Linked DNA regions of Mus musculus: region 1 is linked to region 2. The links are chromatin contacts, called in public HiChIP or PLAC-seq maps. All regions are on one chromosome and are shown on one strand. The core of a region is the stretch at or near the end of the contact, and the rest is flanking DNA. Distances in the headings are between cores, read along the strand shown. Region 1 overlaps Gm35658 (a long non-coding RNA gene). Region 2 overlaps Itga11 (integrin alpha 11).

Evidence for each region. HiChIP or PLAC-seq counts read pairs in DNA pulled down with a chosen protein or histone mark.
Region 1: a contact with region 2 is called in an HNF4G HiChIP or PLAC-seq map of pancreatic cancer cells. The contact joins two enhancer-like sites. A contact is called at or near these places in 4 of 484 Hi-C or Micro-C datasets (the Ba/F3 cell line and embryonic stem cells), 3 of 115 datasets of contacts at active chromatin or transcription factors (bone marrow-derived macrophages, pancreatic cancer cells and stem cell-derived neural progenitor cells) and 1 of 9 other capture datasets (embryonic stem cells).

What each region holds. Positions count from the first base shown.
Region 1 is chr9:63,107,749-63,113,439 of GRCm38.p6, reverse strand. It overlaps Gm35658 (a long non-coding RNA gene), which reads right to left. Exons shown (of 3, transcript XR_870837.2): 3 at 5,207-5,691. Among named protein-coding and RNA genes, the nearest start is that of Gm35658, 17 kb to the right of the region's middle. Within about 2 kb of position 4,104, at least 200 of the 459 cell types and tissues checked have an H3K27ac peak or open chromatin away from gene starts, as enhancers often do. A contact at or near this core is called in pancreatic cancer cells, where this site is marked.
Region 2 is chr9:62,772,967-62,779,441 of GRCm38.p6, reverse strand. Itga11 (integrin alpha 11) reads right to left here. Exons shown (of 30, transcript NM_176922.5): 24 at 6,392-6,475; 25 at 5,252-5,365; 26 at 5,058-5,144; 27 at 2,719-2,829; 28 at 2,493-2,588. Among named protein-coding and RNA genes, the nearest start is that of Fem1b, 35 kb to the left of the region's middle. Within about 2 kb of position 1,786, at least 45 of the 459 cell types and tissues checked have an H3K27ac peak or open chromatin away from gene starts, as enhancers often do. A contact at or near this core is called in pancreatic cancer cells, where this site is marked.

The sequences.
Region 1 (5,691 bases), core at 2,855-5,354, 330 kb before region 2:
CCTGATGCCCTCCACCCACACCTGCTTGTTAGTACGCACACACATATAAATAAATAATAAAATAAATCTTAAATTAAAAAAAATTTATGTTGTGTGTATGGGTATTTTTGTCTGCATGTATGTCTGTATGCGTGCCTAGTGTCTGTAGAAGACAGAAAATAGCATTGAATCCCCTGGAACTGGAGTTACAGACAGCTGTGAGCTACCACGTGAGTTCTGAGAATGAAATCCTGGTCCTTTATGAGAGCAGCAAGTGCTCTTAACTAGTGAGCCATCTCTCCCAGGCCCAATAAAATAAATCTTTTTTTTAAAGCTATTTTAGCACTTTTCCCTGGTTGGATTATATAAATGTAAACAGTTCAATATTAAAGCTATGGGAGACTATAAATGCAAACTAAGTCCCTTGTCTGTCCCTGTCCTCAAACCATTTATGATTTCTTCTAGGAAGCAGCTGTGGCTAGTTTCCTGTGTATTCTTCTAGGGATATTCTACACATCACACACACACACACACACACACACACACACACACACACACACGGTGACAAGTTCTCCTGACTTAGCCAAGTAGGATCTGCCTGCTAAGAAATCTGAAGGTAGGTATTCAAGGTGAGAGCAGCCACAGCCATGACACCTTTCGTGCTGACTCTGGCCTGCTGGCTAATTATGCCTGTTGGTCACAGGTGGCCTGCTCTGCAGTCACCCTCACACTTGAAGTTCAGAAAAGAAAAAGCAGGAAGGTCAAGGGCAAGAATGACTGGGCTGAGACACAAGGGTTCTCAGGTGTCTCCTGCTGTCTCCTATTTACATCCAGTGACCACAATGGCGTCATGGGGCCAGATGGAGAGGGCTGGGGAAGTGGAGTATTTTATCTGGACTCACTGCTTCTCCAAACAACATTTTTCTGGTAAAGAGTAACAGTAAATACATGCACACTCCATTTACCCGTTTTATTTCTTGAAGTGCACACCTCCAATGTCAGTTAGATCTCCTTACTTCCCTTTATATTTAATCAAATGAGAACATGGTGCCTATTTTTGTGGTACAGATTTATTTATTTATTTATTTATTTATTTATTTATTTATTGTGACAAGGTTTCTCTGTGTCACCCTGGCTGGCATGGAACTCACTCTGTAGAGCAGGCTGGCTTTGAACTCAGAGATCTGCCTGCCTCTGTCTCCTGAGTGATGGGATTAAAGGCCCGCCCACACCACCACCACCACCCAGCTTGTTTCCAATTTTCTAAATGCATGTTATTGTTTTTGAAGCTGGACACAAAGCCACCCAGACTAAAACTGCATTTCCAAGCATGCTTTCAGTTAGGTGTGAGGCCATGTGGCTGAGCTCTGGCCTGGGGGGGTCCAGAGGAAAGGAAGGTGATACCCATATCCCTGTAAAGTGCACTGTGTGCCTTCCTCTCCCTCCACAGAAGTCTACATCAATGGGACTCACTTCGTTTCTGAACTCAGTAGCTTTTTCTCCTTAAATAAAACGCAGAACCTCAGCTCTGATAGCGCTCTTTCCACAAATGACACCACCATTGGCCTTTTCTTTGTAGTTAAGAGGAGTTGACTCTTTTCCCGCTTCCATGGGCACGAGCACACACACAAATACACACACAGGGGAGGAGGAGAGGGAAAGAGGGAGATTAAAAATTAAATCTTAAAAAGGGGGTTGGGGGGCTGGTGAGATGGCTCAGTGGGTAAGAGCACCCGACTGCTCTTCCAAAGGTCTGGAGTTCAAATCCCAGCAACCACATGGTGGCTCACAACCATCTGTAACGAGATCTGACGCCCTCTTCTGGAGTGTCTGAAGACAGCTACAGTGTACTTACATATAATAAATAAATAATAATTTAAAAAAGGGGGGGGATTGGGGTGGGGCTTTGAAAAAGTGTGAGTGGCCCCAAGTAAGCACCAAGATTCATCAAATACTCACAATCCGATCACCATAAGTCTATACGTTTCTTTTATTTTTCCCAGTGCAGGACCAGTTTCATCAAAACATCAGTAGACTTCACACTTACAGGAAGAAGATGGACATGAGTGACTACTCATGGCTTCTCAGTCCTGTGACAGAGGATGGTAAATGCACCTGTGACAACACACAAGTGCGCCTTGACATCAACCTCCCATTTGTTTATAATGAAGGGCAGCTGACCCACAGCCACCTCTGCCTTCTGCATGCAGTCTGCGTGCGTGTGTGTGTGTGTGTGTGTGTGTGTGTGTGTGTGTGTGTGTCTGTGTGTCTGTGTGTCTGTGTGTCTGTGTGTCTGTGTGTGCGCGCGCACTCTCGAGCGTGCAGGAGCGAGCAGGAGTTCCACAGGCACAGTGCAGGAGGTAGCTGAACTCCAGGAGAGACTCCACAGTGGGTGTGACATGTTACCTGCTGCTCATTACACCCTCACAGCTTGAAAGCTCCTTGAATTACCCAAGTTGGCTCCTGTCCTTCAAGGCTAGCCTGTACCATCAGCCACTGGAGGAGGCCACATTCTTAGGAAATACAATAAAAGGAAGCAGTCAGTCTGGGGGATGTAGCCAGGTGAAAAAGCATGCTTGCATGATTTAACATGCAAGATCCTGGCCTTACACACACACCCTTGCATGCACACACATACGCAGGAAGTATTAAGAGGTATTTTGAGAATGGTAGGTCTGAGATGGTGATAAGCACCATTCCTTAGTAAGAAGTATTAGTAACAATCCCTCCCTTAGAAAGGGCTGTGTGTACAGCACTGTCTCTCTCGGCTTCTCTTTACTTACTCATTTGGATTTCTTTTCTTCCTTTCTTTTCTTTTTCTTTTTTTTTTCCTTTTCTTCCTTTCTTTTTTTTTTTTTTTTTTTTTTTTTTTTTAGATCCTTTGAGTACCTCTGGTTGACCTGGAGATCACAGTGATTGGCATGCATTTATTTTCAAGTGCTGGGAGGCCTGCTTCATTTACTTTTGATTTTTATAAAAGTGCATATATTTTCCATTATGGTGGTGCATGCAGCTCTTGGGATGCATAATCAGGCAGACCTCCGAGTTTCAGGCCACCCTGCCCTACATAGCAAGTCCTAGGACAGCCAGTCTATACCGTGAGACTTTCTCAAAAGTAAATATAGAAAGAAAGGAAGGGAGGAAGGGAGGAAGGAAGGGAGGAAGGAGACTGTTAACGTGTGTGGAGGTCTGCGGACATGCAAGGATCACTTCTCTCCTCCCATCATGGGTTCCTGGGATGGAACTCAGGTCCTAAGGTTTATACCTGCTAAGCGTCCACATACAAACTTTTCATATTTTTGAGACAAATTCTCACTTTATAATTCAGGCTGGTTTTAGACTTAACTGTATAGCCCAGGCTAGACTCCAACATGCATTCCCCCTGCCTCAGCATCCTGAATGCTGAGATTACAGGCATGCACCACCACACCCAGCCTGAAATGACTGAATAAGTATATTTATCTGAATTTGAAGGGCCTCCAGGAACCAGCAGTAGGAAGGCAGTATTTGCATTTTAAGAGCTGGAAAGCCTCCAGCTGACTGCTTGCGTTTATGTCTGGATGGCCCGGCCACTTGGGAACTGTGCCATTCCACAAGTGACTTACCTGTTCTTAGCTTCTCTGCCTTCATCTTTAAAGTGAAAATAATAGTACACATTTTATTACTGGGAGGAGGCTGGGCCAGCCTTTCAGTGACCAGAGCATCTGTGATGTTCAAAGGGTGTGGGCAGCCAGGGAGAATTATCCAACTAATAGTATAATTACCTTATTACGTTAACAGTATCACTTCAAAGGGATATTGGGAGGAAGGTACACGCAGAGGAACACGGCAGAGGCCGGTAGTGCGTGCTGTCAACATTATTCAGGTCCCTATTTTGCAAATGAGGAAATCAAACCCCTGATGCAGAACATGAAGCTAGTGGGTGGCAGGGCTGGCCCTGAAGTCCAGGCGGGTCCAGTATCCTCCAGCTGCCCAGCTGGGATGCAGACAACCCCCGCCCCCGCCAGAAGGCACCCTGGGAACGGAAAGCTGGCCGCCCTCCAAGTCCTAGGGCGCCCTGGAGCTGAGTCCTGCTGCCCCTCCCCCACTCGGGAACAAAGTGCACTTCTGCAGTTGGGGGAACATTCCAGCAAACCGAAAGCACTGCGGGGATGACCCAGCGGCTGCTTCCCGCAAAGGGGCGCGAGAACATCGTGGGCCCTAGACCGGCCTTCGGGGACCGCCCGCACCGGCCGGGGTGTGCACCCGCAGTTGCACGCAAGGAATCCTCTGTCGGGTTAGTGATGCTTGGCCAGGACAGGCGTCCCGCCAAGCAAGCGCACAGCTCGCTCCTGCTCTCCCTGCCGCCCCTAGCTCTTCCTGTTCTGGAAAATAAGGACAAGGAGAGCCTGCAGAGTGAGCTCCTGTGATCCCACAGTAGACCATAGCCTTTCGTTTTGGTTGTACGCCCCCCATCCCCATACTTTGCCCAGTATTTGCACGCATGGCCACATGGATTAACAATGGGGTCCCACCATTGTACAGTTGATATTTAACCCACTTTTCAGAGCAGTTTTAGGTTAACAGAAACTTGTAGGATACCCTTTCGGGCCTCTTTCCCAGCATCCCCAGCTCCTCTGGTTTGGCTTTTTGCTTTTCTAACCCTGGATCCACAGAATCTCTGCATTTCTATTCACTACTCGGTTGAAGGGCCGATCTGTACTGAAAAGTCATCAGCTTTTGGCAAAGGCAGCCGTCACTGCAGAATCCTGCTCCCCCTTCAGCCTGTGCTGGTTAATGTTAATTGTCAACTTGGTAAGCTCTGGAGTTACCCCAAGATGGGCCTCTGGCCATGCCTGTGGGGACTTATCTTGACTTTTTTTTTTTTTTTTTTGGTTTTTGAGACAGGGTTTCTCTGTGTAGCCCTGGCTGTCCTTGAACTCACTTTGTAGACCAGGCTGGCCTCGAACTCAGAAATCCTCCTGCCTCTGCCTCCCGAGTGCTGGGATTAAAGGCGTGTGCCACCACGCCCAGCTATCTTGACTTTTTTTTAATGGAGGTGGGAAGACTCACCCACTGTGGACAGAATCATTCCTGGCGCTAGGATCTTGGACCAAGTACATGGAGAGCCAGAGCTGGGCAGCAGATGAGTTGACTTCTCCACCTTGAACTGTGGCAAAAATGCACCCTTTCCCTCTCAAATTGCTTTCGTCAGGGAGAAAAATAAGACACAGCCCCAGAGCAGCACTGTAGTTTTCTGGTTTTGTCTGTTTTTATTTCTTTATGTTTTCATCTCTATGTTTTTGTTTATTCCACAGTGCCCTTTGTGAATTTTTCAGAATGGCTTCCTTCACTAAGTAGTATGTTCTTAAGTTTCTTTCATGTTTTTGTTTTTGTTTTTATAGCTGAGAGCTCATTTATTAAGTCTGCTTAATTATATCCCATGGTATTGTTGAACTGTTGAACTTCAGTTTACTAATTCACCTTTTGAATTGTCTACAACTGTTGAAAATTATGGTATCTTTGTTAATTTTGATTTTTTTTTTTTTTTACTAAATTTATGTGCTAATTTTTATGTCAAGCTGACACAGGCTAGAGTAATTTTGGTAGTGGGAACCTCAAAAGAGAGAATACCTCCACCAGGTTGACTAATAGACTCATTCTATGGCGCATTCTCTTGATTGATGGTTTATATGAGTGGACCCAGCCATTGTGGATGGTGGCACCTGCGGG
Region 2 (6,475 bases), core at 537-3,036:
TCCAGACCTGTTTCCACCACGGCTTCCTTAGCAGCCCGTGGTGACACTCTTTATGCCAGCTTGCCATCCTTTTACATCCAATGGCGCCCATCAGCAAACCATCTCATTCTACTCCAGAAACCCCTAGAACGTGGCCAGCCCTCCTGCCTCCTGGCTCTGGTCCTGTCATCTTTTGCTGGAGTCTGCATCAGCCTCCCTACCTCAGTCTCACCCCCACCGCCTGTCCTCAGCTTGCAGTATGAGGAACACTTTCCCTCGGATGACAGAGCGGCGGTCCCTGCTCAGAACATCACATCTTCTCATGGCATTTGGAGGGCAGTGGTCCTTCTCGCCTTGCTGACCGCATCCGCTGCCCCTCACTCTGCTCCCGCTTTCCGTGCTACCACGGGGCTGTTCTCTCTGCCCTTGAGTGACCGACTCCCCCAGATACCTACACGTGCTCCCCAACCTCCCTGTGTGGAACTCAACTGAGCAAACTGTGTTCACTCCATCTGAATTTCACTCTTGAGTGCGGATTTCTTTCTGGGAAAGAAGCCAGAAAACAAAACAGAACACTGCCAGGGGTGGCCTGAGTTGAGTGGGGCTTCTCAGCTTGGCCCCCTGCTCTGTCTCCAGAGCATGGAGTGAGGCAGAAACAGCCACAGCAGCTAGCTGGGTGGTGGACCATTCACATTACTCCCTAGGCAACTCTGGGCAGGTCACTACTCAGGCCTCACCTCACACAGTCTCAGCTTTCCCTCTGAGACAGAGGCAGGGGTTAAGCCTTCGAGGTGTGCGGTGGGTCTGCTTGCGTGTGCACAGGGCTCAACCCTTCCATGGTTTCTGCTTCATCCCCAAAGGCTGGGTGGGCCTTTGTGCTGCCTTCCTTGCCCACTGACCTAGCCATGCTGGGCACTATATAACCTACTACAAGTGACACGCTCAGTACAATAGGATTTTTTTTTTTTTGAGGGCATCTTGGGCTAGGAAGAAAGTTCACCTAAGAGATAACCAGGTGGTGGTGGTGGCGCATGCCTTTATTCCCAGCACTGGGGAGACAGAGGCAGGAGGATCCCTGAGTTTGAGACCATCCTGGTCTACAGAGTGAGTTCTGGGACAGCCAAGGCTATACAGAAACCCTGTCTCAAAAACTAGAAAACTAAACAAAACAGAGATACTCATGGGGGGGGGGGAGGGATGGTTAACGGGGGAGGGGCTTCCTGACACTTGACACATCTTTGAAGAATTACTACCCAGGGCCATCTCCAGAAACGGCTCCCTGGCCACTCTGTCCATCTGCTTCCCTCAGCATGGCCGCACTTCCTGACTTCTCCCATGCTTGGTTACTACTGTGTTCAACTGCTTATGAATCTGCCGCCCAGGCTGGGGGCTGGGGAAAGGGATGGACCCCCATCCCATGCAGAATGAAGAAACACATGGTTGAAAGGAGGTAGCTGGTGCCCTTTCCCTCAGAGGGGCAGAGGTGTCAGGAGATTCAAGGCTTAGGCTGGGGCCCCAGGGTGGGACAGACCACCAGGATGTGGGGCTAACCCTCAGTTACCACAGTTCTTAGGAGAATCCCTGAGAACTGCTTCTGGGCCTTGACCCGTGATGTTCTATGCCTGGAAGGGTGCAATTACCGAAACAGCCTGATGGTGTCCCTTTGCCAAGCCTGCCTTTTTCCCCTCTTCTCCTTTATGCCTGTTTGTTTAACCCAGCATCTCCTGAGGTGTATAGGTGAGTGGCCAGAGCCTACAGCTCAACCAGCACTTCTGAGATATGAACAGTAGGGGGCAGCAAAGCCCTACTCCCAGCTGCCCCGTTTACACAAGCCCTAATTGTTCTCTAAGACCCGACTTGTTTAGGACAGTAGCTATCTCTCAAAGCCTCACCTCTTTTTCTCTGTCTGGAAGTCAAGGTAATGCTGGCCTATGTGGTTTTGTCTAGTTAAAAAAGAGCCCAGCACGGAGCCCTCTAAATCCTGCCCTCACCCTTACCACACCCATTGCTGCTTGCACTCCTTTAGAGCTGAGTCTCTAGGCAAGGGAGGGATGCAAGTTCAGGCTCCACCAGCAAGCCCAAGACAACTTCACTGTGGGGCAGCCAATCAGGGAGCCACCCTTTAGGTTCATGGGTGTGGGTGTGTGGTCTCAGTATCCTCTGTGTGAAACTCTGTGAGACACACAGGCGTCTCTTTATTTTTTCCCACAGCACAGAGCCTAGCACGCTGAGGTACCACGCCAATGCTTGAGTCTGGTCTCTTGCCAGTCTGCTCTGCGTGTGTGTGTGTGTGTGTGGTGTGTATATGTATGTGTGTGTGTTTGCACGAGTGCTTTTTTTTTTTTTCTTTTGATAGTCTTTCACTGACCTGGAGCTAGGCTAGCTAGTGAAAAAGACCAAGGATTTGTCTTCATTTCCTGAATGCTAGGATTACATCCTAGCATTTCCTGAATGCTACACCTGTCGTCCCCCCCCATTCCCCCCCTCCCGGTTTTGGACTCCCTGGAGCTCACCTGGCGGCTAGGGTCTTCCTCTCGGAAGATGAAGGGGCTGTGGAACTGCCTCTGCAAGGCGGCGTTGACTGTGATCTTCAGAGACCTGTACTTGAGCTGTAAGACCAGGGCCTTCTTCAGAGCCGGCTCTGGGAGCCTCTGTTCCCTCTCAGGCAGCCCCAGGTTGGAGACTCCCCCCACAGCCACCTCCTCCCTTCCTTCCAGTCCTGCTGAGGGTCTAACTTACTGCTTTCAGAGATGTCAGCCACAGGTTTCCCACCAGGTAGAAGCTGGTCTCCTGGCTGGGGGCCAGCCTCAGGTTGCAGATGATGGAGACCACGTCGGAGTTGCTGTGATTCTGGAAGAGAGTTGTCGGGATGGGCGGGGGCTGGAGGCCAGTGGCCTAGAATGTGAGCTTGGGCCATCAGACAGGCCTGAGGCTGGACCAACTGGGAAAGGGAAGCCGACCCGAGGCTGGACCATCTGGGAAGCAGATGGCTGGGACAAGGATAGAGGTATGTGGGGACACGAGGGACACCGAGAATACAAAGCAAGGAGGCCAGATTTGAAGTTGTGTATAACGACCAGTGTCCCAGGATCAGAACCTCCACTCAACACTGAGGACTTGGAAATCACCATATAAACAAGCTAAACGATAACTAAATGACAGTGCAGTAAGTCACAATAGATAGAGAAAAGTATTGCAGGCAATCAAACTTCCGGAGAGTGTCCCAATCAATCAATCAATCAATCATGTGTACACACATGCACATACCCAGAGCAAGTGTCATATTCAGGATCAAGACAATTCCAACCTCTCTCTCTCACACACACACACACACCTGCCATCAATTCTGTTTCTACTGCCCTGGTGGCCAGAGCCAGGGTAACATGTCAGGAAAAACAACTTGTTTTGGAGTGTTTGGAAAAAGTGGCAGAGACAGATGGAAAAGTGCATAAATCTTCATCTTGGAGCATCTGAACTTTATTAAGGTAAAATTATTTTTGAGGTAGTCTTGTGCCCTCCCAACTCTACCCAAATCATGGGTGAAGTGCAGCAGGTTTCAAAATACTGTGTGGGGCTGCCAGGATTGCTCAGTGGGCAAAGGTACTTGTAACCCGGATGCCACCAAGTCTGATGACCTGAGTTTGAACCCTGAGAACTCAGATGATGGAAGAAGTAACTCCTGCAAGTTGACCTCTGACCTCCACATGGCTGCCATAGCACCTGCACACACACACACACACACACACACACACACACACACAAGAATGCATGTGAAAAAATTTTAAGTGCTTCATGTTTGTTTGGAGAAATGAGAGCTGACTCACTGAACAAAGCTGCTGGGCACACGTAGGAATTCAAAACGTTTCTTTTTCTCTCCCTCCCCCTCCCCCATGCACAGGCTATGCCTGTTTTGTCCAGCTGATCCTCCTGGCTGAGCCTACCCAGTACATACTGTTTATGTGGTGTTAGGGATCGGACCCAGGACTCCATGTATCACATTTCGCTTAATAAATTATTTTTTAAGTGTTTTTTTTTATACTGGGCAGTGGTGGTGCACACTTTTTAATACCAGCACTCTGAAGGCAGAGGCAGGCAGATCTCTGTGAGTTCGAGGCCAGCCTGGTCTATAGAGTGAGTTCCAGGACAGCTTGAGCTATCCAGTGAGACCCTGTCTCAAAAAATGTTTTTCACTAAGCATATATTATCTATACATTACATTGGGTCTCATTGTGACCTGTACATGCATGTGTATATTATATTTGGGTCATATTCATTACCCTCTCCTGCCCTCTTTTTAGTTTTTTTTTTTAAAGATTTATTTATTTATTTTATGTACACGAGTACAATTATAGCTGTCTTCAGACACACCAGAAGAGGGCATCAGATCCCATTACAGATGGTTGTGAGTCACCATGTGGTTGCTGGGAATTGAACTCAGGACCTCTGGAAGAGCAGTCGGAGCTCTTAATCACCGAGCCATCTCTCCAGCCTCCTCTCTTCTTGCCCTCTTTTTTTTTTTTTTTTTTTTTTTTTTTTTTTTTTTTTTTTTTTTCCAAGACAGGGTTTCTCTGTATAGCCCTGGCTGTCCTGGAACTTACTTTGTAGACCAGGCTGGCCTCGAACTCAGAAATCCGCCTACCTCTGCCTCCCAAGTGCTGGGATTAAAGGTGTGAGCCACCACCGCCCGGCTCCTCTCTTGCCCTCTTAAGACTCCTGTTAACCCCTCTTTCCAACTCCAGATCAATAAGCTATTTTTAAGTTACATTTTAAAAATGTTTGTATGTGTGAGAGAGACAAACCAAGACAGAGAAAGAGACAGAGACAGAGACAGAGATAGACACACATGCACACCCCCACTCCCCCTGAGAGAGAGAGAGAGAGAGAGAGAGAGAGAGAGAGAACCAGGGATGGAACTCAAGTGGCCATCTTGGTGGCACAGTCCTTTACACCATGGACCATCTCACTGATGGCCACTCCTTAATCAACTCTTATTGATAGACACTTGGCCAAGAGAGAGGCCCCTGGAATGGGGAGGCACTCTAACCACATCCCTTGGCTCTTGGCTTAGAGACACTCACCCTCTGTGGGGCATGGCTCAGATCTTCCTCAGTTGGGGTACTCCTGTACTCTGTGCTGTTCCCCCAGATGTTACAGGATGTGTTGCCCTGCATGGGAGGCACACACATATGCACAATTCTGAGTCTCACTCGCAGCTCCCCCTTTCTTCCTCCACCCAGACGGGTCAGCACCCAGAATGTGGGAACACAGCTACCTGGTCGGTGAAGAAGTCCCTCAACATCAGCAGGCGGTTGCCACCCCTGGTGGCGATGGGCACAGTGATCTTCATCATCACCCCGTGGATGGGGAAAAAGCCCAGGTTCTGCACCTGCAGCAGGAGGAGTGAACAGTGTAGCAGTCGAGGAATAGGGACAGCGGAGCCTGCAGGAGCCAGTCAGCTCTGAGGACAGGCCTCAGCAGGCCCTGGGTGCTTGGAAGCAAGACAGTACCGAAAGATGGGCTCTGAGACCCTGGAGTATGATCAATGGGTAATGAGCCTGGAGATCAATGACTTCTATGACTACAGAGTCCTCTTGTCAGGGGGTGCTTGCTGGAGACTAGGAGTGAAGGTGTTGTGGTCACTAATCAGGGCAGAATGCCGAAATGAGTGTGTGTCGTCTACATTCTCCTTCCTTAAGTGACAGAAGCAAGATCAAAGCCACCCCTCCCAGCTTCCTCCCCAGCAGAACACCATGTTAGAGAGGTAGCTGCAGATATGGGATGCTGGGATGCCCTTAGCAGGAAGGGACGAGCTGCTTTCTCTCTGCTTTCTTGTGGCCTGGGCTGAAAGGGTGGGTGGAGCTGCAGCCATCTTGAGCTAAGAGATGAAGCTGAGATTCATGTCTGGGATGTAGTGAGATTCCTGAATGGCTCTGTAAAGCCCACAACTCTGGGAGGAGAGGAAACCTTGATGTGTTTACACCACTGTTCTCTTGTTTTGTTGTTGTTTTGATTTTGTTTTTTCAAAACAGGGTTTCTCTGTCCTGAAAACTTGCTCTGTTGTCCTGGCTGCCCTGGAACTCCATCTGTAGACCAGGCTGGCATCAAACTCAGAGATCCACCTCTCTCTGCCTCCTGAGTGTGACTGCTGGGATTAAAGGCCTGTGCCACCACTACCTGACATTTTGATACATGCGAGGAATGAATAACTGCCCCCAGTCCAGCCTGGGTGTTTTTCAGACGAACGTGAAACCCAGAGAAGGAAAGTAAATTTCTAGAAGCTGCACAGTGAGCTGGCGGCAGAGCCGAGGCTGAGCTGAGGCCCTGCCATGGTTCTACTGCTCGCCCTCCAGCTAGGGTGCCGGGTTCTCCACTCTGCCCTTTCACGTATTTCAGAGGTGCCCTCTAGCCTTACCTTGAAAACACAGTTGAACGGAGGTCCGATGCCATCATAGCTCTCAAGTGAGCTGTTTGCCTTGACCTCGAAGTGGCTCAGGCT